4 separate regions of the Sus scrofa genome follow, and all the other regions are linked to region 1. A link is a contact called in public HiChIP or PLAC-seq data. All regions are on one chromosome and are shown on one strand. The core of a region is the stretch at or near the end of the contact, and the rest is flanking DNA. Distances in the headings are between cores, read along the strand shown. Region 1 overlaps ARHGAP26 (rho GTPase-activating protein 26). Region 2 has its middle 100 kb from the start of NR3C1. Region 3 has its middle 14 kb from the start of NR3C1. Region 4 overlaps NR3C1 (nuclear receptor subfamily 3 group C member 1).

Region 1 (6,329 bases), core at 2,841-5,340:
AAGTGAAGCAAGTCAGAGAAAGAAACACACCATATGCTGTCACTTACATGTAGAATTTAAAATACGATCCAAAGGAACTTATTTATAAAACAGAAACAGACTCACAGACATAGAGAACAGAATTATGGTTACCAAAGGGGAAAGGGGGTGGGGGAGGGATAAAATGGGAGTTTGGGATTAGCAGATGCAAACTATTATGTATAACATAGAGACACAACAAGGACTTACTATGTAGCACAGGGAACTATATTCAGTACCCTATAATAAACCATAATGAAGGAAAAAAGAAAAAAAAAAAGAATGAACTGTTTGAGTCTTAAGCCTGTGGGGATAAAACCAATCTGAAGAGCTTGGAGCAGATAAGGATGCGCCTTAACTCAAAGGGCCAGAGCTTGGGAGCTGTGCATTGGTTCCTCCTTCTCGCATTAGAAACATGCCTCTCATCACCACAGCCCAGGCGACTTCCTCCAGGGAACAATGTCAGGTGGCCACTACTGCTTTTCTAATTCTCACCTGGCAATGCGTCCTCGGGCTCGCCCACCCCATGGCTCCCGGTACAGCATTTACTGTCTCAGGGAGGTCTTTCGAAAGCGAAACCAATAAAAATATATCTGATGGCTCTTCCCTGTGACTTACTCCTGAACAAACATGAAGGCCTGGTTCTTGCCCTGCAGAATTACATGCAAAGAGGTTTAGTAACTGCAAGTGAGCAGGCCACTCAATACGCATCAACTTGGATGGACATTTTGTGAGCAGAGGAAACAAGAGCGATGGAAAACTTTCTTTAAAAGTCCCCATGATGAAGCAATGAGGACAACGCACTGAAGCATCAGCCAGACAGAAAAAGGAAGCCGGATGTGTCATTGCTGGGTGAGCGTGTGTCATGCTTCCAAACAAGCGGCAGGTTCTCTAGGAATCTCCACCTTAGAGAAAAAGGGAAATACGCAATTCAGCTCCAATCATGAGCCAGAATGAAGCAGATTTACTTTATCCGGCTTAACGCGAGGCTACCAAAATCCCTCACACAGCCATTTACTTTCTGGGGTATTTTCACCATGGAATGTGAGCTCTACACCTGACCATGGACAGCAAGCGATGCTAAGAGTCCATGAGGTCACTAAGAGTCCATGGGTCACCAGAGAGGGGTAACTGCAGCTCACGGTGCTGAGCAACACCCTCCCCCGGCCCCTCCAGGCAACAGAGGCACCTCAACACAAAGCCATCTCCTGGAAAATGGCCCAGCACACGTGACCAGACGACTGCGCTCCCAAAGCCAACTGGCCAGTCTCTGGGGGCCCTGGAAGCCTTGCTGGCCATCACGCCAGCAGGCTGGTGAACAGAAATAATTGCCTGCTGCTCAACATGACTAAGACAATGAAGGTGGACAGAAAAACACACTTTCTGTTCCATTCGTTCCAGCATAGCCTGCTGCTTTGTGCCTCTGGCTGTCAAAGATTTGCCTCCCGGATGATGCCTCAGTAACACGGGGGCAGCCAAGGGCTCGGAACGCCTGCTCCCACTCCCTCTGCTCGGCATGCATGTTCCTGTTTCCTTGGGAGCCACCCTACCACCAAGCCCATGCTGCTTGGGCTGGGGAGGCTGAGCCCAATTCCATCTTCAGGTTTGCCTGGGGGATCCCGACTTTGCATCCTAGGGTGCATGTGATTCGCCCCAGGCCAAAGGCAGTCAACGAGACTGGCTTTTAACACTTTCTATCACAACTAGGGGATGAGGCCTTTCCGTCTTGCTAGGACAGTAGGATACAGGCCTAGAGGTTCCGTGGCTGACTCTGCCATCGCAAAGGCAGAGCCTGAAAACAGGCCAAGGTGGAGCCCAGATATGCAGGGAGAGGGGCTTCTGATGGCATGTTGAAGCCTTTAACCTAAATGCGTCTGTGTCACCCCCGCTCTTCCCATGAATGAACCAACAATATCCATCCCTGTAAAGGATTGTGTTCCTATTGCTTGCAGCCAAGAGTTGTGGCAAATACAAAAAAAAAAAAAAGTTCATGAGAGAAAAGCCTAGTTAAGCTTCATAGGGCCCTCTAGAGCGAAGAACAAAGAAAAAGAAGCGGCAAAGCAGAGGCTGGAAGAAAGCGCATTCACGTCACCCCTGAGTGTGCCCTTCCTTCTACCCCACATACCCACCCGGGGCCAAGATCCACCTGCTCTAGCACTGCCGTGGATCTGGAACCTGCCCCTCTCACCCATGTCCCTTCCTACTGCCCAAGGTCAGGGTCTGCCCTCTCATTTGACCTTGACACTGGCCTTCTCCCCGCTCTTGCTGGATCCTGTCTCTGCTCTCACCCATCAGACATTTTGCTCCTGCCCGATGCATGTGTCCCCAAACCCCAGCTCCGGCTGGAGAAGAGAAGCCTTCAGGACACCGCAATGTCGGTCTTCAAAGACTCAAAGGGCTGCCACGTGGACGTGGACGAAGGGGGAGACCTGCTAGTCTGCAGGAGATCAAAGCCAGGGTGGAGTCCCAGGAAGGCAGAGTTGAGCTGGATAAAAAGAACCGCCAGCTAAGAGCTCCCCAGAGGCCGCTAAGGCAGAGACTGTCCTTCCCGCACACAGAACAAAGTCCTGTTTCGTCCAGAAAAGGGCCCAGGGCATCCGGGGGTGACACATTCAGCTTCATTTGAGGCTTCATTGTTGGGAGCCTGTCCTCTCACCTGTACCAGAGCTGGACAGATTCCAAACAAAGGGAAAGGGGCTTGGCTGAGGCAAGGGTGCCAGACGGAGGGTGCTGCGGGCCCTGGGCGCCTGGGGTATGGCCTTTGCCACTGGGCGCCTTCAGTAGGTTCCGGCACATTCCTGTTTGCTTAGGGGAGAGCAGTGCTCAGGGATAGTACTTGGTGGGAGTCCCAGGAGGTTTCAAAAGCGCTTCAGCATGTCTGAAAGCTCTCCAAGATGTCATTTCCTCTCCTTACCCCCCCGTCCCCGAGTTCCCACCTTACTTAATGGCTGCAACCTCCCTCAGACCCCCTCTCTGCTCTGCAGCCTACTTTATAGAATTTAATACTTCAGGATAGAGCTTTTCATTCTCCATGATCTCTAATTTCCACGTCAATCCCCGACGGCCGGTTCCGCGTCTCGCTTCCGCGGGGCTCCACCGGCCTCTTACACCTGCTGGGTACACACTCAGTCTGAGGAGGCGCTCCTGACTGAGGGACAGGGGGCTTCAGACCCAGGATGCCCTGCTTCTGTCCGAGCGTTCCTCCGTGGGTCAGAATCGGGTCATAATGACCCCGACGAGCAGCTCATTCTTACAGCGACACTTCCCACTTGGAGTGTTGCTGGCACTCACTGCCCTGCCGTGAGCCATCTCGAATGAAGCGGAAAGAATATTCGGGAAAAGGTGAAACAGCTCCTCCTGGAGCGTGGACAGGGTCGGTTCCCCAGACACCCAGCAAGCAGGTAGGCTGATTACTTGAACGTGTCCCCAGGCCTGGTGAATTAAGCCCAAGCACGGCGATGGCACAGTTAAAACCACTCTCTGTTGTGGCTACTCCCTGCCCCCACAGGACTTTGATTTGCCTGTTACCTAAACACTGTTGCCATAGTTATAATTCAGGAAGCTTTGTTGTTTGACTTCAAGAAAAAAAAAGTTGACCTCAAATCAGGGTAACACTGACTCTCAAGGCCACAATAGACCATCCGAGGGTGAGACCTGCCAAATTCCTTTAAGCTTCTAGAAGGAACTACTGTATTTTGGGTAACATGCAAGCAACAAGAAGAGGAAACTCTGCCACATTATGCAACTTCCTTGCATTTCATATTCAGAAATTCTGAAAACCCCTAGAAGCAACTTCCCTAGCTTTCAACCCGAGATCAGAGTCACAGCCAAGGTCAACAGAAACGGGACGCCAAAGAGGGGAATTAAAAAAAAAAAAATCTAAGTAATGTTCAAGTCCATCAAGTGTTTCAGGAAAATTTAAAGGCAATGGAAAGGACCACAAGCTCTCCCGATGTCACACGCACAGCAGTGACACAGAGGGCGTGTGCGCCGACGTGCCTGTAAGATGTGCCAGCTCATAATGCGAGGACTCTCCTGGCTGTAACACTTCCCGGCTTCAAGCTGATGTAACGTTCAAAAGGGTGTGAACCCACTAGCCCATCCGCGCAGGGTTTCCTTGGGGGAGCGGAGAGACTCCCTCCCCAGCGCTCAGACAGAAAAACGGCCATCTTCAACAGAGGAGGTCTTTCTGGGCTCCCACCCCTGCCCCCTCCACCCTCTTCCCCCCGCCCCCCCCACCTCCATGTCTTTGGAAAAAGTGACACAGCTCCATCAGCAGAAGAAGGAGCCTTGTTCTTCTGTGCTTTGGAAAACTGCAAATGAGCAATTCTTGGGTCCACTGTACGTGATGCTGAGGTAGAAGCACGTGAGGTCCTGCTGCCAGAGCAGGGCCCTGCCCGAGGGGAAGGGCAGCCAGAGAGTGAGTCACTGCACAAAAACCACCCCCTCAACGTCCAGCGCCTCCGTCCCATCCTCCGGAAGACTTCAGTGGCATTTACGCTGCTCTCATCAAGGCCCACAATGCCCCTTTGGGAGGCAAGAGGCAAGTTTATCCGACACAGGCACAGGTGACTTTTTCCTGTCTCACACGACGACGAGGTCAGAGTATGCATTTCTAGATGGACGTCTCAAAGCGGGACTCCCTGGAATGCTCGCTCTATCCTAAATCTAGGAATGAGCCTGATGCCGACCCATGCACAGGCAGCAAGGGGCCAGGGAAATATTCACTCTTGGATGTCCTCACCCCAAGCTGTTGCAACGGGATCCCCTGCTCTCTGACACAAGGGAACTCTGTATTTCCCGACAGTCTCCAAGGAACAGAAGGGGGTCTGCCAAGCAGGAGGGCAGATGCCAGCACTCTTTCGTTCGACAGAGCTTCGAAGTTCTCAGGTGGAGCCCCTCCTCGTCTCCACGCAGCGTGAAAGCCAGGAGGTTTATCAAGGCCCCACAGGATTTCCTGCACAGTGATGGGGGTCGAGGGTAAGCCTGGGGCCTTGGAAAAGGAACATTTGGTCTTTGGCTCCCCGGGGATCATGCATTCGTCTTCAGGAAGCTATACCCCGCCTCCCTCTCAGGGTCCTCACCGCTCCATCACAGGCAGTGCGTGGTCCACTTCCAACTCCTGGGGAGACGGGCAGACCGACTGGGGACTGGGATCAGGCCAGCCACAACGACAGTGACACCCTCTCCACCCAGCATTCACGTTGAAAAAACTGCCTCTTTCCTTTTTTCCCTCCTTCCCTCCTTCCTTTTTTCTTCTTAAGGCCACACCTGTAGCATAGGCAAGTCCCAGCACCAGGGGTCGAGGTGCAGCCGCAGGCCTACCCCACAGTCACATCTGCACCAGATCTGAGTCGCCTCTGCGACCTATGCCACAGCTGTGGCAACGCCAGATCCTTAACCCACGGAGCGAGGTCAGGAATCAAAGGCACATCCTCATGGACACTCTGTCAGGTTCTTAACCTGCCGAGCCACACTGGGAACTCCTGAAAAATATTCCAACATACAGGAGAAGAGAAAGAACTGACAGGGAGCGCCCTTAAATCCATCACCTCCATGCTGCAGGTGTGAACAGACTGTTCCGTTTGCCTTATAGCTCACATCTCTAGGCATCTGCCTATCACCCGCCAGTGCATCTCAGTTTGTGATAAATTCTCAAGTGAGACGCACAGTGACGTCAGGACCTCTCATCTAGAGATTTCAGTATGTGTATCATTTGCTATGGTTCAGTATTTCTTGATCAGTCTTTTCAAGGTGAGATTACCTACAAGAAAGCACAATTCTTACGTGAGGGGTGACAGGTCCACACAAGCATGTGCCCTGAACCCCCATCGAGGCAGAGACTTTTCCGTCACTTTGGACAGTTCTCTCCCAGCCTCTTTGCATCTCACCCCCAAACGCACACACGCACCCTCCACTGCATACACACTGCTGCATCCTGGTTTGTTCCCATTGGTCTCGCCTGTTCTAGAATATCCTACAAATGGCTTCGTTCTGAGCACACTCCCCATGGCTGCCCTGTCTCACTCAGCATAAAATTTTCAAGAGTCATCAGGTTACAGCCTGAATCCTTTCAGTCCTCTTTTTTTGGGGGTGGGGGGGTTTAGGGCCGCACTCGCAGCATATGGAAGTTCCCAGGCCAGAGATCAAATCAGAGCTACAGCTGCCACCTACACCACACCCAGCTCATGGCAACACCGGATCCTGAACTCACTGAGCAAGGCCAGGGATCGAATCTGCATCCTCATGGATACTAGTCAGATGCGTTTCCGCTGAGCCGCATGGGAACTCCCAACTTTGGTCCTTTTTAT
Region 2 (6,329 bases), core at 2,041-4,540, 480 kb before region 1:
GTAGGTGCATGGCCCAGGCTGAGCCCTAGAGCTCATAAGCAGTAACTGCTATCATCATTTATGATGAAACACTATTTAAAAAGAAAATTCTGTAACTCAGGCTTTTAACCCCAGGACAAACTTTTTTTTTTGGCTTTTTAGGGCCACACCTGTGGTACATGGATGTTTCCAGGCCAAGGGTCAAATCAGAGCTGCATCTGCCAGCCTACACCACAGCTGCAGCCACGACCTACACCACAGTTCACAGCAATGCTGGATCTTTAACCCACTGAACGAGGCCAGGGATTGAACTCACGTCCTCGTGGATACTAGTTGGGTTTGTTACTGCTGAGCCACAATGGAAACTCCAAGGACAAACTCTTTTATCAGTGAGAGCCAAGCAAGGGTTTATTGTGTTTGCTAGGGTGACTATTTTTAGAATTTTCCTTAGATTTCTCAGTTTAGAAATAATTTAGAAATTAGAGTTGGATCCTTCTTCTGTAGATGGGACAGTTCAGTCCCACAGGGGGCAGTTCTGAAGTGACATGGAGTCAGGCAAGTTGCTGATAAAAATACTCAGTTCATAACAAAGGTCTTGGCTTCATTAGAACTAATGACATATGGTCTCTATGCTATGTTTATTCCACTTCCTGGGCAAAAGGCACTTGGAGACTCATTCCAATAAAAGGAGTTGCAGTCTATATATAAGGGGCCTAATCTTAACCGTTGTGATTTTTGATACCAGTTTTCTAAAAAGAAGAAGAGTCAGCACAGTCTGGTTCTTAATGTATCTCTCCAGTGCTCAGCCATGGACCAGCCACTGTGCTCAGTGTTCTATGTGAATTGCCTGTGCGTTAGATACCATACCTATACCCATTTTCACAGATGACAACACGGAGGCTTAAGCTATGAGGTCTGCTACTCCCTTACCCGCCTGACAAACCCCCATCAGTGTCATCCTGACCAGGCTCTCTATGCGACTAAGGAGTGTGTACCTTCTCTTCAGGCTGACTGTGAAGTGTACGAGCAGATTCCTGGGCAAGTCACATCACCTCTTTGCACCTCAGTTTCCTCACTGGTCAAACAGGGAAAACTTTTTACCTCAGATACAACTGTTGTGAGGGTTAAATGAGATGATGCCTGTCAAGCACTTAACCTGAAACAACCTGCCTCTCTCTTCAGGAGCCCCGCCCGTCCCTTCTGGAATATCACACTTTACTTGATCGGAAAGAATTTCCCCAGATGGTCCAGCCTGACAGTCCGCTGTTCCCAGCCAAGGTCGTGTTCCATAGCTAGCTCCACCCCACCCCACCCCACCCCCCGTTTTGGCTTCCTCAGCTGGAAGGTTCATCTTTCATGGTCATTACAACTTCCTTCATCAGTGCCATTAATTCCCAGTCTAAGAAATGTATGAATTCCTGTGATTCTGTTGGTTTCTGGGCTAAAAGATTTAACAGATCTCCAGAGTCACATGCTTCTCTGTTCCCAGGCTTCCTCTTCATAAAAATGAAATCTTAAGGAAATCCATCAGGCCAGCTTGTTCATTCTTAAGGGATGTGCCTTGAAGAAAGGCTTTGCATTATACCTCTGCTCTTGCCAGGCTGCATGAAGTCACCGAGGGCCACATACCACGCTAAATTCTCTCTCTCTTTCTCCTTCTCTCTCTCACCTCCCCACCTACTTGCATATTGTCCTCTGTTTTCAATATCATATATCATTATCATTATCATATCATCCTCTGTTTTCATTATCATATTTTGTCATCACCTTCCCTAGAAGGACATTTAAAAAATAGGCTCTGGAGCCAGGCTTCCTGGGGGGAAAAGTGACCCCACTACTTCCTTAGCTGTGTGATCCTGGTAAACTGAGTGCCCTCCCTGTGCCTAGTTCCTCATCTCTAAAAGGAGATATGAATAGCACCTACCTCATAAGGTTATTTGAGAAGTAAATGAACGGAGCACTTAAAACAGTACCTGGCCCATGGCGACCTCATATGCGATTAGTGTTGTTCTAGTCAATAGATGGCAAACTCTGGTTTTGAAAGGTCAATAACTTACACAAGGTCACGCAGGCTCTGAGGTGCAGAGCTGGCACTGGCTGATGGCAAAGCTGTAGTGATGGCAGTGCTGTGCTGCCTCCTGTTTAACACACACGGTGTACTCAGCAGGCACAGCTGAGCATGGCAGAACACTCAGAAGAGACAAACGCCCTTTGACCATCAGTTTCACTTCTAAGAATTTGACTGAAGCTTGAGCAAGTATATAAAGGCCCACGGATAAGGATGCCTATTGCGACATTATTTGAGATGGCATCAGACCAGGGTACATTTTCAGTGAATAGGAGTTCTCTCTGTGGTGTAGCAGGTTAAGCATCTGGCTTTGCCTTTGCAGGATCAATCCCCAGCCAGGGAACTTCCATAGGCCATGAGTGCAGCCAAGGGAAGAAAAAAAAAAAACTAGAATATAAAAAGGCTGTTAAAATGTAGTACAAACTAAATAAATCAGTGTTTCTCTCTGTATGATCTGTTGAGTCTGAATTTTCATGGAAAATGTCAAATTGACTTTTTAAATATCATTGGGGAACAGGCTGTGGGAACTCTTCCCAGGCTAGAGAGAGAATTGGGACTCGAGTATTCTTTTCCTCTCTCTCTCCTCCCTCTTCTTTTTTTGTTTTATTGAAGTAGAGTTGATTTACAATACCGTGTTAGTTTCAGGTGTACAGCACAGTGATTCAGTTATATATGCATGTTTGTATTATGTATTCTTTTTCGGAGTATTTTCCCCTATAGGTTATTGAAAAATATTGAGTATAGCGCCCTGTGCTATAGGTAGGTCCTTGTCGGTTATCTATTTCACATGTAATAGTGTGTATATGTCAATCCCAAACTCCTAATTTATCCCCCACTGATTCCCCTTTGTTATCTTCCTCTCCCTTGATGGCTCTCCAACTCTGAGCACCAAAGTGCCTCGCATGTCAAGGTTCGCCAGACCTAGGAGCTCAACTTTATTTCCAGAAGGAAAGAGAGTTCCTTTACGGGTGCTGGTGCCTGGCCCACCTGTGATAGGTGGGGTGAGCGGTATGCAACTGGGTCCCCTGCCTATGACCGCAGGAGACACTGCGGTTCTCCAGACTCACGCTGCCGTGTGGACCAACCATATGGAAAACGAATACCTGGATGGTCGGGCAAAGGCTTAGGCTTCTTTTTTTTTTTAATTAAAAAAAAGGTGTTATGCTGTTTAACACAGAGCACTGTGCACTTCCCTTTGCATGTGTAGACACAACCCTGCTTGAATCTGTATTAAAAAATAGAATTGGCAATGGCTTTTGCTCCCCCTGAGCTTGCCAAAAAGGTTGGAAGTGAGCATGCTTCTTCCTGCCTCTCTTGGCTGTGTTCCCTCTTAGAAGCTGGTGGAGACAGGATCCTTCTCTTCCATAACTTTCCCTTGAGCGGTAAGTGGGCTAAGGGGTGGGGTCCAGGAGAAGCACCCCCACCTTCCATAATCAAGGAGGTGCTGATGTAGAAAGATCAGGTGCTGGCAACAAAACTGAGGAGCTTCTGATGAAGTTCCCATGCTGTTTAATCCTTAATCATCCCTCCTGGCATACTTCCCATTGCTACTGCTTGCTTAAAATTGGAAAGGACTAATTGCCTCAATCTGTATTTTCTATAAAGCCAAGCTCAATGCAAAACCCACAGGGACTCCTTGCATGATCACCGTGACCTAATAGGCTATTTTATTTGCTTCCAAGAAGCTTCTTCCATCTTCCTCTTACATTCTAAAATTTTCTTAGTCCCAAGTGACAGTCAGCGATATGGGAGATATCGAAATGCTTCCTGCAGAGAAACAAGATGTTAGTTGAATTCCATACCCATCTCTCCAAATGGGTTTAATTATCAATGCGGTTTGCTGCCATGAACGTGAGTCTTTATGGAAATTACCTTAACTATTTTGTTTTTCCTAAAGACTATTCTGGAGATGAAAATAATCATTAAGCCTCACAGCTTCTACACCAAAAAATGTCAGATTGTTTCAGCTAATTAAAATTGAAATTTGAGGGCTCTTGTGATCTCAAATATGTCATTCAAATGTAGGCTTTCTCAGGAGAAAAAGTTTGTTGCACACTTCAGGAATGAAATTACAAGATCCACCCAAGTTATTGCATAAACTTTTGGTTTCTACACAAAGGCTAATCCTGTGCACATGCAGAGAAGCCCAGCCCCAGGTGCTGTCCCTTCTTTGCCAGAGAGACAGCTATCTCTCCTCCTAATGCTTGAATTCTGCCTTTTGTGAAAATTACCTTAAACCCACTAATAGCCACAGGAGGAAAATATAATCAATCCCTAATAACTTGCAGTCAATTTGTTTGTTAAATCTTTCCCTCTCTTGGAACTCAGAGTGTTTTCCTCCCCATTGCTTTCCTTTCGTAGATATGGCTAGAGGAAGATGCATAGGCAAAATGAGTACATATTATTTAGAAAAGAATTTAATTTCTTACCTCCTAATAAGAGATGTGGTAGGACACAACTGCTTGAAGGGAAGAAGGAAGGAAAAGGTTGGGCTGAATGTGGAGAGACAGAAACAGGAGACAGAAGAAAAGGCATGGAGAACCTTAGCCACAGTGGCATTGGGCCAGGATGGAAATGCTTACCAGGGGAGGGATATAGGTAAGGTGTGAGCACAGAATAAGAGAAACACGCCAATTTCTACAGAAGGCATTCGCATCTCTGGTTACCTGTGCACACCAGCTCTGTAAGAGTAACACATTCCGAAAATAATATTTAGACTTGGAGTCTCACTTTTTATGCATGGAGGTGAATTCTAAGAAATCAGAGCCAGTTTCCAGTCCTGAAAGCATTCCAAAGCGATCCTGTTAACAGTCCAGCTCCAACCAGGTAGCCATCCCTGAGCCAAATAACTAAGAATGCAAGCATGGGGGCGTGGGGCTTCTTCGAGCCCTGAAGAGATGTTCTCACAGAAGGGTTTGAGGCATTCTGTGACTTGTGTGACCTCAGGGAAAGTAACTTTACCTGCGGGAGCCTCTGCTTATCAGTAAAATAGATCATACCTCCTCCTGTAAGGATCACTGCTCTATAAACCTTAAACTGCTAGTCAAGGATGTTGGGACCTGTTGACAGTAAGTTTGGGATAAATCACGAGTGTTTATTAGGCTGCCAGAAGAGCAAGCTTGATCTTGGATCTTAATAATGTAAGTATTTACATTAAGATGAGAGTGGTGACAACCTTCTTCTATTGGATAAAAATCTGATCTCACTAAAAGAGATACTGGCAAACTGAATCAGGATATGGTGGAATTTAATAATACTTCTTTACAGCGTAAGATCATATCATTCAGAAAGGCTTAAATAAAAAAAAAATCCAGGGAGTTCCCATTGTAGCTCAGTAGGTTCCAAAGCCAACTAGTATCCATGAAGATGTGGGTTCAATCTCTGCCTCATTCAGTGGGTTAAGGATCCGACATTGCCATGAGCTGTGGTGTAGGTCTCAGGCGTGGCTTGGATCTCACACTGCTGTGACTGTGGCATAGGCCAGCAGCTACAGCTCTGATTTGACTCCTAGCCTGGGAACTTTCGTATGCTGCAGGTGTTGCCCTATAAAGCAAAGGGGGATAAAAACTCCAATCTACAGGGTCTTAAACAGGTAGAAAAGTATTATTTATTTTTACATAGCAAAGTGTCTACAGACAAGTTGTTTCTGACATTGGGTCATTGACGCAATGATGTTAAGGCTGGTGTCGCTATGATTTGCTTGACCTTTCCTCGTGATTACAAGAGGGCTGTCAGAGCTCCAGACATCTCATCCATGTTAAAAGCAGGAAAAGGGGAAAAACAAGGCTACTAGTTTGATCTGTCTATGCTAGTCAGAAAAGCAAATTTTTCTCTGAGAAAACTCTAAGAAGATGTTTGCTTATATGTCATTCATTAGAGCTATGTTTCATGGTCACCTTAATGCAAGAGAAACTGAGCAGGTTTTGAGTAGAAGGTGTCAAGGAAGAGTGAGATCTATGATAGCTATATCTCAGCTAAACACTGCTATCTGCCACAATTGCTATTATTTCCTTTTCCTTTTTTTGAAAAAAAAAGAAATATTTTAGGAATATGTAAAAGATAGAATCTGATTGGTCTAGTTTAGTCAGATATCCACCCCACTCCATCAGCTCTGGCTAAGACACAAACACAATCACAAAAAGTTCAGTACTATAAAAAATGTTTGTAATGTGCACCCAAGCATGCATACCCAGCTTTAAAAAAAAAAATTGCAAATTCACTTAAAGCTTCCCTTGCACTTCCTTACCATGACCCCATAACCAACCACTACCCTGAATTTGAG
Region 3 (6,329 bases), core at 1,162-3,661, 390 kb before region 1:
AAAATGAACACACACAGCTTTCTAAGGCCCCCTGCTTCCGGCCCAGCTGTGTCAGGAAGATCATGAGGGCCCAAGGGCACTTGCCTCCCTCCCTCCAAAGACTACAGGAGCTACTATGGGTGGCTGGTCCCTTGGAACCCTGTGGCAGTGGAGACAAGCCAAGACTGTTCCAAATCTCCAAGACTCCCACGTTGGGGCTAATTGCGTCTCTTTTTGGTAAATTTCATTAAAACAACGATCCAGAAAAGAAGGTATTTGTTCTGAGTTATCCAGCTAGGGGAAAATAATTTTTTAAATTACCATTATTTGGGTAGAAGAAAAGTTTCAATGGTGCTACCGGGGGCTCTGAAGAACTTGGGTTTCCGGAGACGTTAACATGTGTAAAAGGTCTGGAGGATATGCTTTTGCAGCTGAACGGAGGATCTTTAGAAACATCACTTTGCTGTGTTTCCTGATGGGGCCTGAGAGCAAGCAGTGCGTGGGGAACCTCCAGGTCGTGACCGCCCAGCCTCACACAGTTGACACTTTAGGCTGGATAATTCTTCGCGGTGGAGCCTGTCCTGTGCATTGTGGGGTATTTAGCAGCTTCTCTGGCCTCGACCCGCCAGGAGCCAGGGAGAGTCCCCCTTCCAGCTGTGATAACCAGGCATTGCCACATGTCCCCTGGGCAAAGATGACAGCCGACAACTGCTGATCTAGGGAAAACCATGTCAGTTCATGGCTCCTTGATGATGTCTTCAAGGCATTGCCTGAAATGTGTGCTTCTTAATTAACAGTGCTTCAACTACGTGGGTGTTACCCCTAAAAACATTTATAAACACAATATATCAGGGAGTGGGGTATGACTGTGTTTGAGTCCTTGGAAGCACTGGAGCCCTTACATTCCTGGTGTTAGTGAGTTGGTGATACGATGGCTCGTGTTGCTATTAACTATGACTATCTCTGTTATTAGTGTCAAGCTCTGTGCTGAAATTAGCATAAAGAATCTCCCTGAATCCTCACAACCGCCCCGAGAGGGAATTCGATGCTTATGCCTATTTAATAGATTGGGAAAACTGAGGTGACCAGGTCAGGATCACACAGCTAAATGCGTTCTTTCTCGTTCTGCCCAAGTCCAAGCCAGTTTCTCCCTCTCAGCATGAGCTTTATCTCCTCCTGGAGGCTCGGATTGTATCTATAACTGACCCTCCTTGACACCAGCTCATCCTTTCAGTGTCAGCCTGGCTCCCCCAGAACGCTCCCTGACCCCTGACCTTACCCTCGGACCTCCTTAAGCTCCTGCCACTCCCTGTACACAGCGTGCTTGTTGGATGTGCTGTGACCGCACCATCTGTTTGGGCTTCTGACTCTTCACTGGGAGAGTTGAGGGTCAGAGGCTTGTCTTATTTATCTGCATCCTCCGTGCCTCACCTATAGGCCCCACCCTAGGAGCCCAGTTCACATGGACTGTCGAGTAAAAGCTTTGTAGCTGGAGTTAAGGAGAAGGACAGAGTTACTTCTGTGTGGGTTGAAACAGATGAGGCGTGAAAGGCCAGGGATCTGAGAAGACAAAGACCGTTGAAAACAGAGCAAGAAACTTACCCAAGAGCATGTAACTGGGGGTGGGGGGATGCAAAGAAGGGAGCCCTACAGCCAAAGCCAAGCGGCGGTCCCCTGTCCCCCTGCTCAGAGCTTTGTCCACCGTGTTATAGAAACGTCGATAGTGAGGCGCAGGGGTTTTGATGACACCGATGTAGGTAAACAAACGAATTTGTAGGTTGACACGCGGCCAGCCATAAATTCATAAAAGGTAAATATTGACACTGGAAGATTATATATCACTATGTTTACTGTGTAGAGGACTCGGCTAGGAGTTAGGAAAGCGTGCATGTTCATTTTAGTTCCTTGGAAAAGCAGTGAGACTCCAATCAAATCATTCCATTTCTCCGTGCTTTTATTTCTTTTGGCGGTGGAATTCTGCTGGTTAAAGAGCATGTGATCGACTTCTCTGCTTTTAAATGTCTCTTTCTGTGAGCATGCTCAGCTGGAGGTGGAAAAATCGGCAGTCCTCTTGGGTTTCATAAGGATAAAATCCCACTGCGGTCTGTAACTTGTGTGCTTATAGAATTACAGAACCCCAAAGCTTTGAGGAGACTGATAAATCACCTCGTGCAAATTTCCTGCTGGTGCCTGAATTTCTTTTACAGAATCCCCAGCAGGTGCTCGAGGAGTCTTATTCCACAATCCATGATGTAAGGAGAACGCTGGTTCAGTCTGAAGGAAGCTAGTGTAGCCCATGCCTCTGTGGGGTGTGGGTGTGTGGGTGTGTGTGTGTGTATGTTCTTTCTGATGGGTGTACGGCTGCATGTTCGCCTCACTTTCTGCCGGGGTTATGACTTAGTGGTTTCTTACACTGTCAGTCATGAGTACAGGGCTTAATGACGACATCACGTAACATAACCGCACTTATGAATGTCAGAGACTCTTCTAAACCTTTACATAGGACAGCTTGTTTAATTTGTGTGAGAACCTTTTGAAGCAAATGCTATTATTGTTTTTTTCAGATAAGAAACCAAGATTCAGAGAGGTTAACTAACTTGCCTAAAGACACATCCCTCCTAAGAGGTAGAGTCTCCCGTTTACTTCAAACAGCGCTGGAGCTATTAATAACCCAATCAGTGTTTACTGAATCCAGCTAATGCTATTCCCATTTGCCACCAGGCCCTACTCCCCTGCTACAGATGAAAGGGTAAAGCTTACATATGCAAAACAGTGCCAACATTGGTATAAGTTTTGGAGATTTAATTCAACTGAGGGATTGGTTTTTTCATATTATTGGAGGTTTTCCTTCAACTATCAAGTTTGAGTTTCAAAAACACGAATATCATAAAATATAAAAATATTTTAATATATACTTCACTAGGTCATATTTACAGATATTGTATTAAGTTAATGTATTGTCAAGTCTGCTATAAACAAAATAAACACAAAATATAAGACTGGATCAGGAGTTCCCGTCGTGGCTCAGTGGTTAACGAATCTGACTGGGAACCATGAGGTTGCGGGTTTGATCCCCGCCTCGCTCAGTGGGTTAAGGACCTGGCTTTGCCGTGAGCTGTGGTGTAGGTTGCAGACACGGCTCAGATCCCTTGTTGCTGTGGTGGTGGCAAGGGGGCAACAGCTCCAATTAGACCCCTAGTGGCTGTAGAAAAAGACAAAAAAAAAAAAAAAAAAGAGAGAGAGAGAGAGAGAAAATAAATAAATAAATAAAATACTGGATCAATATGGAAGGTAGAGTAATAATTTAGGCTTTCCTAAAGAGAAACTCGATAAGATATTTCTTTTGGAAGATTACCAGGCTTTATATTTTCCTTTAAAGCACAACCTAAAATCAAGAACTCATTTCTACATTCATTTAAAAACTGGAAATCTGAGGCAGATGTAGCCAGCGTGAGTGAATTAACTGAAGGCTGATGTTCTCACTTACGGACATGTATTTTATATAAAGGAGTTTGACCGTCTCACCTAGTTAATCATTAACGGGAGGAAACTCTAGCCAACTCACGAAGCAGGTAAAGTTTATTTTTAGGTGTTCAGCTGGCTTCTCTCTCCGGCTTCTGCTTCTCCTTGGGGGTCACCCTGGATGCCTAGTAACCTCAGCCTGACTCTCTCTTCCAGAAGGAGCAGTGTCCTGTGGTTTAGACCTTTCTTCTTACGTCAGGACCCTTTCAGATGCAAGAGTTAAAGCACTAACGCCGCTTGGCTGGAGGAAAAGAAAAAGAATTTGCCCAGTCGGAGGATCTAGACATGCAGATGATATATTTGGGCATCTCTCTAGATCTAGATCCTTCTTTCTATAAAGGTTCTAAGTGGTAGAACACAGCTGTTCCAAGCTGGCATTTTGCCAGTCTAGCTACTCCTGCTGAAAAAGGGGCAAATATCTGAATATTCCCTGAAGGCCTAGATTGAAAGCTCATTGGTACCTGCCGTGTACCCACACCCATTTCGGAACTAAGGCTGAGCCTGCCCCATCTCTAGAGTTGGGATGGGGTTAATCCCTCCATAAATAGATGGAAGAGTTGGGAAGAGGATAGTTTTCCAAAGGGAAATTGAGGCTCCAGTACCACCTGCGTGGCTGGCACCAACAATATCTGCCCCCATCTGGGCATCAAAGAAGACATACCAGATACTCTCATAGGATGGAGATGGATCAGCACAAGCACTGATCCCTTGCCAGTACTCTTCCCAGTTGATATGCAAACCAATCCTCTTGAATTCATAATACAGTTAATGTAAGGATGGAGTCAGTCAAACTGGATCCGTAAGCGAGACATGAGGGCTCTTCAGGTAGCCTGTTCTACATGGCCATCCGTGACTCCTGCTCTAATGGAATTTTTCGAGAATGCCTCGAGGAAGATGTAAGGAGAAAATGAGTTGGTAATGGACAAGCAGTTTTTTAAATAAGCCCACTAATGGGGCACATTGGGTGCTTACCGACTGGTATGAATTCCATTCGCCTGAGCAATTCTAGTTCTATACTACAGAAATAGAATTGTTCCTTTTCACACTGGTGTATCAAGATGTAGGTACAAAGATATTCATCGCAGTGTGGCTTGCAAGTGTGAAAAATTGGAAACAACTTAAATATTCACCAATAAGGGGAAGGTTAAATAAATTATGATATAGCCAAATAATAGAAAACTATGCTGGTATTACCTGAACATATTGACACAGAAAGATGTCCAAAAACATTTAACAAATAAAGTTGAAAAAAAATGTGTAGTAAAATCCCACTTTTTAAAGAAACAAGATGCGTGTGCATGCATAGACAGAAAGGGTCTGGAAGAATGCACACAACTTGTTAAAATTGTTCCTCCCACAAAATAGGATCAAGTGAAGGAGACTTTTTACTTTTTAAAATATGCATTTCTGCCTTCTGTATGTTTGGATTTTTACAAATGAGTATGTATTTTAGCTTATATTATTTTAAAGTGTTTTTAAAGATGGAAGTAATATCTAAAATCATGTATCATTCTTTTAATGCCTTCCACCCAAAAACAGTCCTTTTTCTTGGGCTCCCCCAGTCTTCCCTCTGGAAAATCTTTCCCCACTGCTCACATTTGCAACTCACACCCTCACTTCTCACTGCACTCCTTTTGTCCTAAAGAGTGACCCAGCCAAGACTTACAGCCTTATTAGGCATTATTTCTAATAAAAAAGACCGGCTTGTAAGGCATATGTGGAATGTGGTAACAGAATAGCCACTTGATAACCTTTTGCTTCTTTTTTTACCCCCCTCACAATTTATGCCCTCACTAATGCCAGAGAGGACTCAACCTCTTTGTAATAAAATTAAATTTAGATAGATGGATAGGTAGGTAGGTAGAAAGATAGATAGATGATAGATAGACAGACAGATAGATGTGGAATAAAATTGAGCAATCTGAAACAGTTCAAGGGGGCTCTTCTGGGCGTATGAACAGAAACACATGTGGTGAAATCATAGAGAGATAAAATAGGAAATGAATATCAGGACCAAGGAAAGAGGAATAAAAATATGCTGGACATCATTCAATAACTATTTGCTGATGGTAATTATAGGGATGGAAAACCCATCAGGCCTATGGAGCTAAAATTAATCAGCAAGTATTCATGGAGTGCCTCCTGCTTCTATTACTGGTTCTGGCTTCCTGCCTGCCCAGTGCCCGGTCTGGAGATGTCTGTGTGACAGTCAGCTTGTCAAGACCGAAGGAGCAAAATAAGCAGACAGAGGCTCGTAGTAACTTCTATACCCCATCGTGGTCACTGGAGTCACTGGCCAGCATGACAAGTTTCTTTTGGGAAAGACTATGAATCAGTCTAAAAGTTGTAAACATCACTACATCAACTGAAAGGGCTCCAATTAATTAGCGGTACTGCTTCTGCAAAGCAATAGTCAATTCATTGGTGCACTAGTTGAAATTTTTTTTTTTTTTTTTGCTTTTTAGGGCTGCACTTGCAGCCTATGGAAATTCCCAGGCTAGGGGTCAAATCTGAGCTGTAACCGCCAACCTGTGCCACAGACACGCCAGATCCAAGCCACGTCTATGACCTACACCATAGCTCATGGCAACGCCGGATCCTTAACCCACTGAGTGAGGCCGGGGGTTGAACCTGCATCTTCATAGATACTTCCTGAAATTTCCTAAATACAAATCTTTATTTGTTTCCTAAGTCAGGGAGGGGAATCAGTAAGACGTGTAACAACTGTACTTAATTTCCAGGGCTGTTTCCATTGCAGACAAACATTTTAGGTCATGACTAATTCCCTTATTATGTAAAACATGATGTTTGTGTCACTATTAATATTT
Region 4 (6,329 bases), core at 1,872-4,371, 310 kb before region 1:
ATAGTTTTTAGCCAGCATTTTGTTTTGGTCAGCCAAGTTGGCCCCTACAACCTGGGCTGCCATTTCTATAAAAAATGAAACCTGTAAATGTTCTTCAACAGACCTGTCTTCCTGATTTTGACCCCTCCTTTTATCCTTGGTTTCTGGGCCTTTTGGAAGTTATGTCATAGTAATTAGATTGCTTCTTCAGCAGACCCCAGAACACCTAATCCAGTGCAAAATGTTGGTGGTTATTCTCTCTCTCCACCCTCCCCGCCTCTGCGTTACTGTGGGAAATTTGACAAAATGTCACTTCTCTTGCCTTTATCCTTAGCAGTTTATGCCTTTTAAGACAAGTGGCATTCCTCTCATTTTACTGGGCTCCAGGGGAAGATGACAGAGTAGCTTGTGTTAAAAATATCATCTTTAATCAAAACTCTATTTGTCTGGTCATTTTATTTTCAAGCTCAGGTATACTTCAAACAGTATATGGCTAGAAGGAGTATCATGTGAGCAGAAGTACAGGCTCCGAGTAGCACAGACTGTACCATCACATGTGAGATATTTTTTAATGATTTAAATTAGGAGTTGGAGTTCCTTCCATGGCATAGTGGGTGAAGGATCTGACTGCAGCGGCTTGGGGCACTGCAGAGGTATGGGTTTGATCCCTGGCCCACAGTGGGTTAAAAATCCTGCATTGCCACGGCTGTGGCTCGGGTTGCAGCTGCGGTTCCGTTTCAGTCCCTGGCCAGGTGTAGCCATAAAATTAAAAGATAAATAAAAAATAAAGTTAGGACTTCATTGATATGTCCTCAATGGACTGAGTACTGAAATGCATCAGACATTTGCAAAGGGGTTTATGCAGTGGTATTTATAATGGCGGAAAAGCAAAGAATGACCAATAATGAGGCAATGGCTAAGCTGTACTTTTCAACCATCGAGTAGTCATGTAATAAAAGATGATGTATTGACATATACGACTTTTTCTTAAAACGTTAAGTGATGAACAGCAGCCGAACAGTGCCTCACATTTAAAACTAGATATAAAACGGGCATCTATAGTGTTAACCCCCAAATAAATAGCTAGGATTTTTTTTAAGATGAGGGATTTGTATAAAAGTGTTTGCTGGGTTTTCTCTGACAAAACTGTGATGGCTTTTCTCCCCCCTAATTTAAACTTTCCAGTGTTTTGCAAATTTTTCACTGAATAGCATGTTTCTAATTTGAAAAGTATCTTCCACTTTAGCTCTATTTGGCAAATTACTTTTTATTTTATGTAGTTGTGTATTTCTAAATGTAGCAGTAATCTTGAGGACTGTGGATCAGACGTAAAGAGAAGAACCAGGAAAAAGCAGTTTCGGGCTTTTTCTGGACACAGTGACAAGTCCCCTCGGCGCGGGGCTCAGAGGTGTCCCGAGCTGGTGGTTTTCCTTTTCTCCATGAATGGGAAGTGAGGCACGTCCACACCTAGAACCACCCTGGCAGGAGACGCGCTCCTGCACATGTGGACTGGTTGATGCCAGCAGGGCGGGAGGCAGTTTGCTTTCTCTTCCCAGTGGGACCCTCCGTCCCACAATAGGGTCTGGTAAGTGACCATTTCACCCACCCACGGCTGTGGCACGAAAAGTGTGAGCCCTCCGGTTCTCTGTCGAATCCGTTTCTCTTAACCACTATTTCTTAGTCTTTCCAGGCTTATGCCACATTTCAGAAATAACAGGAAAGTTTTCCTTTATATGACCTCTTTGGGGCACTATGAGAAGAACTAAAATCTCAAACAGGATGTGCTCAGATGCTATTATCGCCCTTTGCCCCCTTTTGGGGGAAGGGAGGCGCGCTTCCTTCTTAGGCGAGACAGACTTTTGCCAGCCACTTGCATTGTAATTTTGAAAGAGTCTGTCTTCCGCTCAGTACTCCTAATTCTTATGGCGCAGTTGTTACAATCTAGTCTGTAGTCCTTATAGAAAGTGATGGATAAGTAAAAAACCAAAATTAGCACTCTTAAAGGAAGCCTGGTACAGCTAAGCTCAGGTATTGACTGTCTGCCTAATAGGTAACAATCTACATTGCTGTGAATTGTTTTACTATCGTAAAAACATGCCAGCTTTCTGTATTCATCTGGGAGAACCATTTATTGGCAATGAAACATATTTATGCTAGAAATTAATGACTAGTCCTTAAAGTAACAATTTTGTGATTCATATTTTGGCCAGTGGCAGATGTTTTCTGCTCTGTTTTAAACTGTGGGTGAAAATTTTGTCAAAGTTACTGTTTTATTCATTCCTTTTCTTCGGCTGCCCACCCCCATCAAAACCTTGCAGTTTTATGTAGCTGTGTAGGCTCACCTCGGATATTGCAGGTTCATTTCCGGACCACAGCAATAAAGTGAGTCACACGAATTTTTTGGTTTCCCAGTGAGATGAAGGTTCTGTTTACACTATACTGTAATCTGTTAAATGTGTGGTAGCATTATGTCTTTAAAAATGCCTACCTTAATTTCAAAATACCTTACTGCGAGGAGTTCTCTTGCGCTGCAGTGGGTTAGGAATCCTCTGACGTCACTGCCGCAGCTTGGGTCGGGGCTCTGGCATGGGTTTGATCCCTGGCCTGGCAACTTCCACATGCTAAGGGTGTGGCCAAATAATAAACGAAATACCTTGTTGCTAAAAGCAAATGCTAACTGTCACCTGAGCCTTCACTGAGTTTTGGTGGTAACATGCAAGATGACTCACTGATGGCAGATCACCACAGCAAATAGGATCAAGTTTGAAAGAGTGTGAGGGTTACCAAAATGTGACACAGACGTGAAGCGAGCAGATGCTGTCAGAAGAAACGGCACCGAGAGATTTGCTGACGCAGGGTTGCCACAAGGCTTCCACGTGTAAAAAGCACCGTGTCTGCACAACGCAACAGTGCAAAGCACAGTAAAACGAGGGGTGCCTGTGTTTGTTGAACTGTTGAGTTACTAAGTTTTTTTTGAAGTGATGATTTTTGTTGACAGTAACAAGTCTAAAAAATACTTTGACACTTCAAATTGAGGGCTTTATCTTCAAAAGCTCCAGTTCTCTTCAGAGCTGTCGCTGGACGAGAATGTCAGATCTGCACTGGTATTCAGCAGGTTTCTGTTTCCTGCACACAGAACTAACTGCTTACATAAGAACTCATTTTTAAAACACTCGAATGGCTGACTCTTCAGTGTTGCTCTCTTAAGGAAAGGATTTGGTTTAGTTACAAGTTTTGTAATAATTCTGTGAAGATATAAACTTTGATAGAATGTTTAAAATTAGTTTGTGAGAATAGTGTTGGTTTTGTTTTTAAATCTTCTGCAGATTATTTCAGAAAAAATTACTATTATTTGATCATAATTACATATCAAATTCAAAGCTTGCAGGCTGCAAGTTTCCTACTACCGTAGTTACCATTTGTCTGTTCTCAAAAAAGTGCTGGCGATGGTGCCCTTGAAATTTTTACACTCCAAGGAATATCCTCAACACTTTTAAGGCACAAATCATGTTACAACTTTTGCTTTCATAGTTTCTTTCCTGTCTCAACATGGCCTCTGAAATGCTAGCAGACACCAGTTTAGAAGAGAGAGAAGTTAATTTTCTAATAAATATGCTAAATTGAACTGCAGTAATCTATACTTATATGGACCATGAAAAAATAAACCAGGAGTTCCCCTTGAGGCCCAGCAATAATGAACCCAGCTAGCATCCGTGAGGACTTGGGTTCCATCCGTGGCCTCGCTCAATGGGTTGAAGATCCGGCATTGCCGTGAGCTGGGGTGTAGGTCGCAGACGCAGCTTAGATCTGGCATTGCTGTGGCTGTGGTGTAGGCCAGTGGCTACAGCTCCAATTTGACCTCTAGCCTGGGAACTTACATATGCCATGGTTGTGGCCCTAAAAAGACAAAAAATAAAATAAACCAAAGCTTGCTTGTTTTTCATTGCTAAATTTAGCAAATGTGAAACGACATGATGGCTTATGTTGCTTACTGTAATTTATGTAATTTTATTAAGAAAATGTGTACACAGACAAGCACTGAAGTCACAGTCCATATACATTATATATAGTGCCGCAGTACTTGATATTTTCAGGATGTTTTGACTGATATTTAGTTATATAATTCACCAAAAGATCTTACTAAAGTAAGGAAAATGTTGACTTCTAGAACACCTCACATGCGTTTTTTAAATATAGTCAGACTTTTTTAATCTCTATCTGCTAAATAGATAATCAGAGACTATTGGTGAAAAGTACTAATTCTAGCTCTCTGATAACTGTATGTTGCTTTGGGCATCGCCTGACCTTAGCCTTAGTTTCCATGAAATACGAGCTCTAACCTCATGTCTGTAAACATCCTTTTATCACTACAATATTGCACTAATTTAAACCACCATACATTTCGGTACCCAGGAATTTATTATTGGTTATGTGCTAAAAATTCAAAAAGCTGTAGACTTCTAAAATAAATTTAAAATACATTTGAATAAACTTTTAAACTTGAATCTCGATTCAGATTGAGACTTTTCCTCTCAGAAGAATCAAGTGTCATGGGACTAGTTCTCTAACGAGGTAAGTTTTAATTTCTGAGTTCTGAGTTTTAATTTATGCATCTATAAAATGAGACTGGTAATAATCTTTCAGATACTGATGAGGAATTACAGAGTAGATCAGGTGTCTAGCACGTAAGAAGTGCTAGATGGTAGCTGTTACTGTATAGTCCAGTTGAGTGTATAATTATGCCACCTTAGTGCCTTTAAATTAAATAACCACAATTTTTTTTGGCTTGATCAGTCTTGTCAACATTAGCTGACAGGTTCATTGATACCCATGAGTTTTTCTTAGTCAAGACACCTAAGTTTTCCATCTACAAAACTGGTAGTGTGGCTAGACAGCGCCTTTCTAGTCACACTGAATAGTATTAAGTTTATTTTACTTACATTAAGTGATACGCATTTTACAAAATAACACCGAAGTTATTCATATCATTATATAGCCCCAACTGGATACTCTGGTAGAGCAGTATTATTTCAGAAAAAATTAAATACATTTCAGAAAATTCGAAGGTCTGGTATGTTAGGCATAAATGTGTCAGAGCTCCTCTGAGGGTAAAAGGGGTGAATACTGACACCCCGTTTCTGTTTTTGTAGTTGTGATGCATGGCCTCCGTGTTATTCACCATTTAATGGCGAGTGTGGCATTATCCTCCTGTAGAAGGTGAATATGCCAATTTAAGAGTTAAGTCCGTATAACAAGATCTGAAGGCAAACTGGAAGTGACCTGGATCCTTGGATAGCTTCTCATCTTAGATAATCTCTACTGCATTGTGATGCCGAGGATAGCCAGGAAGGAGGAAAGCCGGAAATTATTTTTGATGTTTAACTTCACCTCCAGCCTCGCTACTTGATGAGTCCCACAGTCTTCTAAGAACGTTATCCAGCTGAACGGATAACGCCCTGCGGGTCCCTGCCAGGCAGTGTCGTCACGTGGGTGAGGGACGTGCACAAGTTTGAAGTCAGTGCAGAATTCAAATCCAGATTGTGCAGATGCGACTTTGGGCAAAACACATGGCTTAATTTCGATATTCTCATCTGTAAAATGGTCTAATAGTGATTGTTTGAGATCATGTGTTTATTAACGTGCCACGCCGTGGAGCTTGGCTTGTAGTCTGTGTCCAGTGTGACTACTGCTGTGATGGGAGTCTGGTTTCACCTCCTGAAAACCTCGTTGGTCTTAAACTTTTCCCCTTAGTGCCTGCATTGCAGGTGTCCCTAGAAGAGGAGGGAAATCAGGATTCTGTGACTTCTCCATCATTCTAAAGACTACTTCCTTATTCCTTTCTTTGTTCCTCTTCCCAGGACAAGTTTACTGATGTTTTCACTATATAGTAAGCACTTTAAATTGTTCCTTTGAATTGCTTCAGTGGATATTTAGGAACCAGGGTGTCAGGTTGCGAGCGTCATCATCAAAGCCTGAGGAAATGCATACAGCATATGAAATGCATAGAGCAAAAGCTCATTTGATAGACTGGCTTGATAGAGGAACTACGGAAGTTTTCATACTAATTTTAAGAATCTAACAACTGAAGTATCAACTCTTGGCTTCTGACAGAGGGAAGAAGGGGAGTATGTGGCTTTAGACCTACTGAGGTTTGTCCAGGTTGGTTCCGAAGGTTTTGTTCCTTCCTTTTTACTAATATAAATATGAATATAGACCCAGCTGTTCTGCATTGGATTTTACGAACACATCAGTAGGAATTTCGAAATCACTCTAGTTGTACAGTGTGAGATGTTAATTTGACTAAAATTTCATTAGTTTGCCTAAATTTTCAAATGATCCACAAATGCCAA

The links. HiChIP or PLAC-seq counts read pairs in DNA pulled down with a chosen protein or histone mark.
Region 2: an H3K27ac HiChIP or PLAC-seq map of alveolar macrophages shows a contact between it and region 1. The contact joins two enhancer-like sites. A contact is called at or near these places in 1 of 47 Hi-C or Micro-C datasets (skeletal muscle) and 2 of 2 datasets of contacts at active chromatin or transcription factors (alveolar macrophages and skeletal muscle).
Region 3: a contact with region 1 is called in an H3K27ac HiChIP or PLAC-seq map of alveolar macrophages. The contact joins two enhancer-like sites. A contact is called at or near these places in 4 of 47 Hi-C or Micro-C datasets (fetal heart ventricle, liver, mesenteric adipose tissue and 1 more) and 2 of 2 datasets of contacts at active chromatin or transcription factors (alveolar macrophages and skeletal muscle).
Region 4: an H3K27ac HiChIP or PLAC-seq map of alveolar macrophages shows a contact between it and region 1. The contact joins two enhancer-like sites. A contact is called at or near these places in 2 of 2 datasets of contacts at active chromatin or transcription factors (alveolar macrophages and skeletal muscle).

Annotation. Positions count from the first base shown.
Region 1 is chr2:144,554,267-144,560,595 of Sscrofa11.1, reverse strand. All of the region lies in intron 11 of ARHGAP26 (rho GTPase-activating protein 26), which reads right to left. Among named protein-coding and RNA genes, the nearest start is that of ARHGAP26, 260 kb to the right of the region's middle. Within about 2 kb of position 4,090, at least 28 of the 83 cell types and tissues checked have an H3K27ac peak or open chromatin away from gene starts, as enhancers often do. A contact at or near this core is called in alveolar macrophages and skeletal muscle, where this site is marked.
Region 2 is chr2:145,030,507-145,036,835 of Sscrofa11.1, reverse strand. No RefSeq gene overlaps it. Among named protein-coding and RNA genes, the nearest start is that of NR3C1, 100 kb to the right of the region's middle. Within about 2 kb of position 3,290, at least 5 of the 83 cell types and tissues checked have an H3K27ac peak or open chromatin away from gene starts, as enhancers often do. A contact at or near this core is called in alveolar macrophages and skeletal muscle, where this site is marked.
Region 3 is chr2:144,940,188-144,946,516 of Sscrofa11.1, reverse strand. It overlaps a transcript of NR3C1 not described here. Among named protein-coding and RNA genes, the nearest start is that of NR3C1, 14 kb to the right of the region's middle. Within about 2 kb of position 2,411, at least 4 of the 83 cell types and tissues checked have an H3K27ac peak or open chromatin away from gene starts, as enhancers often do. A contact at or near this core is called in alveolar macrophages, where this site is marked.
Region 4 is chr2:144,865,928-144,872,256 of Sscrofa11.1, reverse strand. All of the region lies in intron 3 of NR3C1 (nuclear receptor subfamily 3 group C member 1), which reads left to right. Among named protein-coding and RNA genes, the nearest start is that of NR3C1, 61 kb to the left of the region's middle. Within about 2 kb of position 3,121, at least 25 of the 83 cell types and tissues checked have an H3K27ac peak or open chromatin away from gene starts, as enhancers often do. A contact at or near this core is called in alveolar macrophages and skeletal muscle, where this site is marked.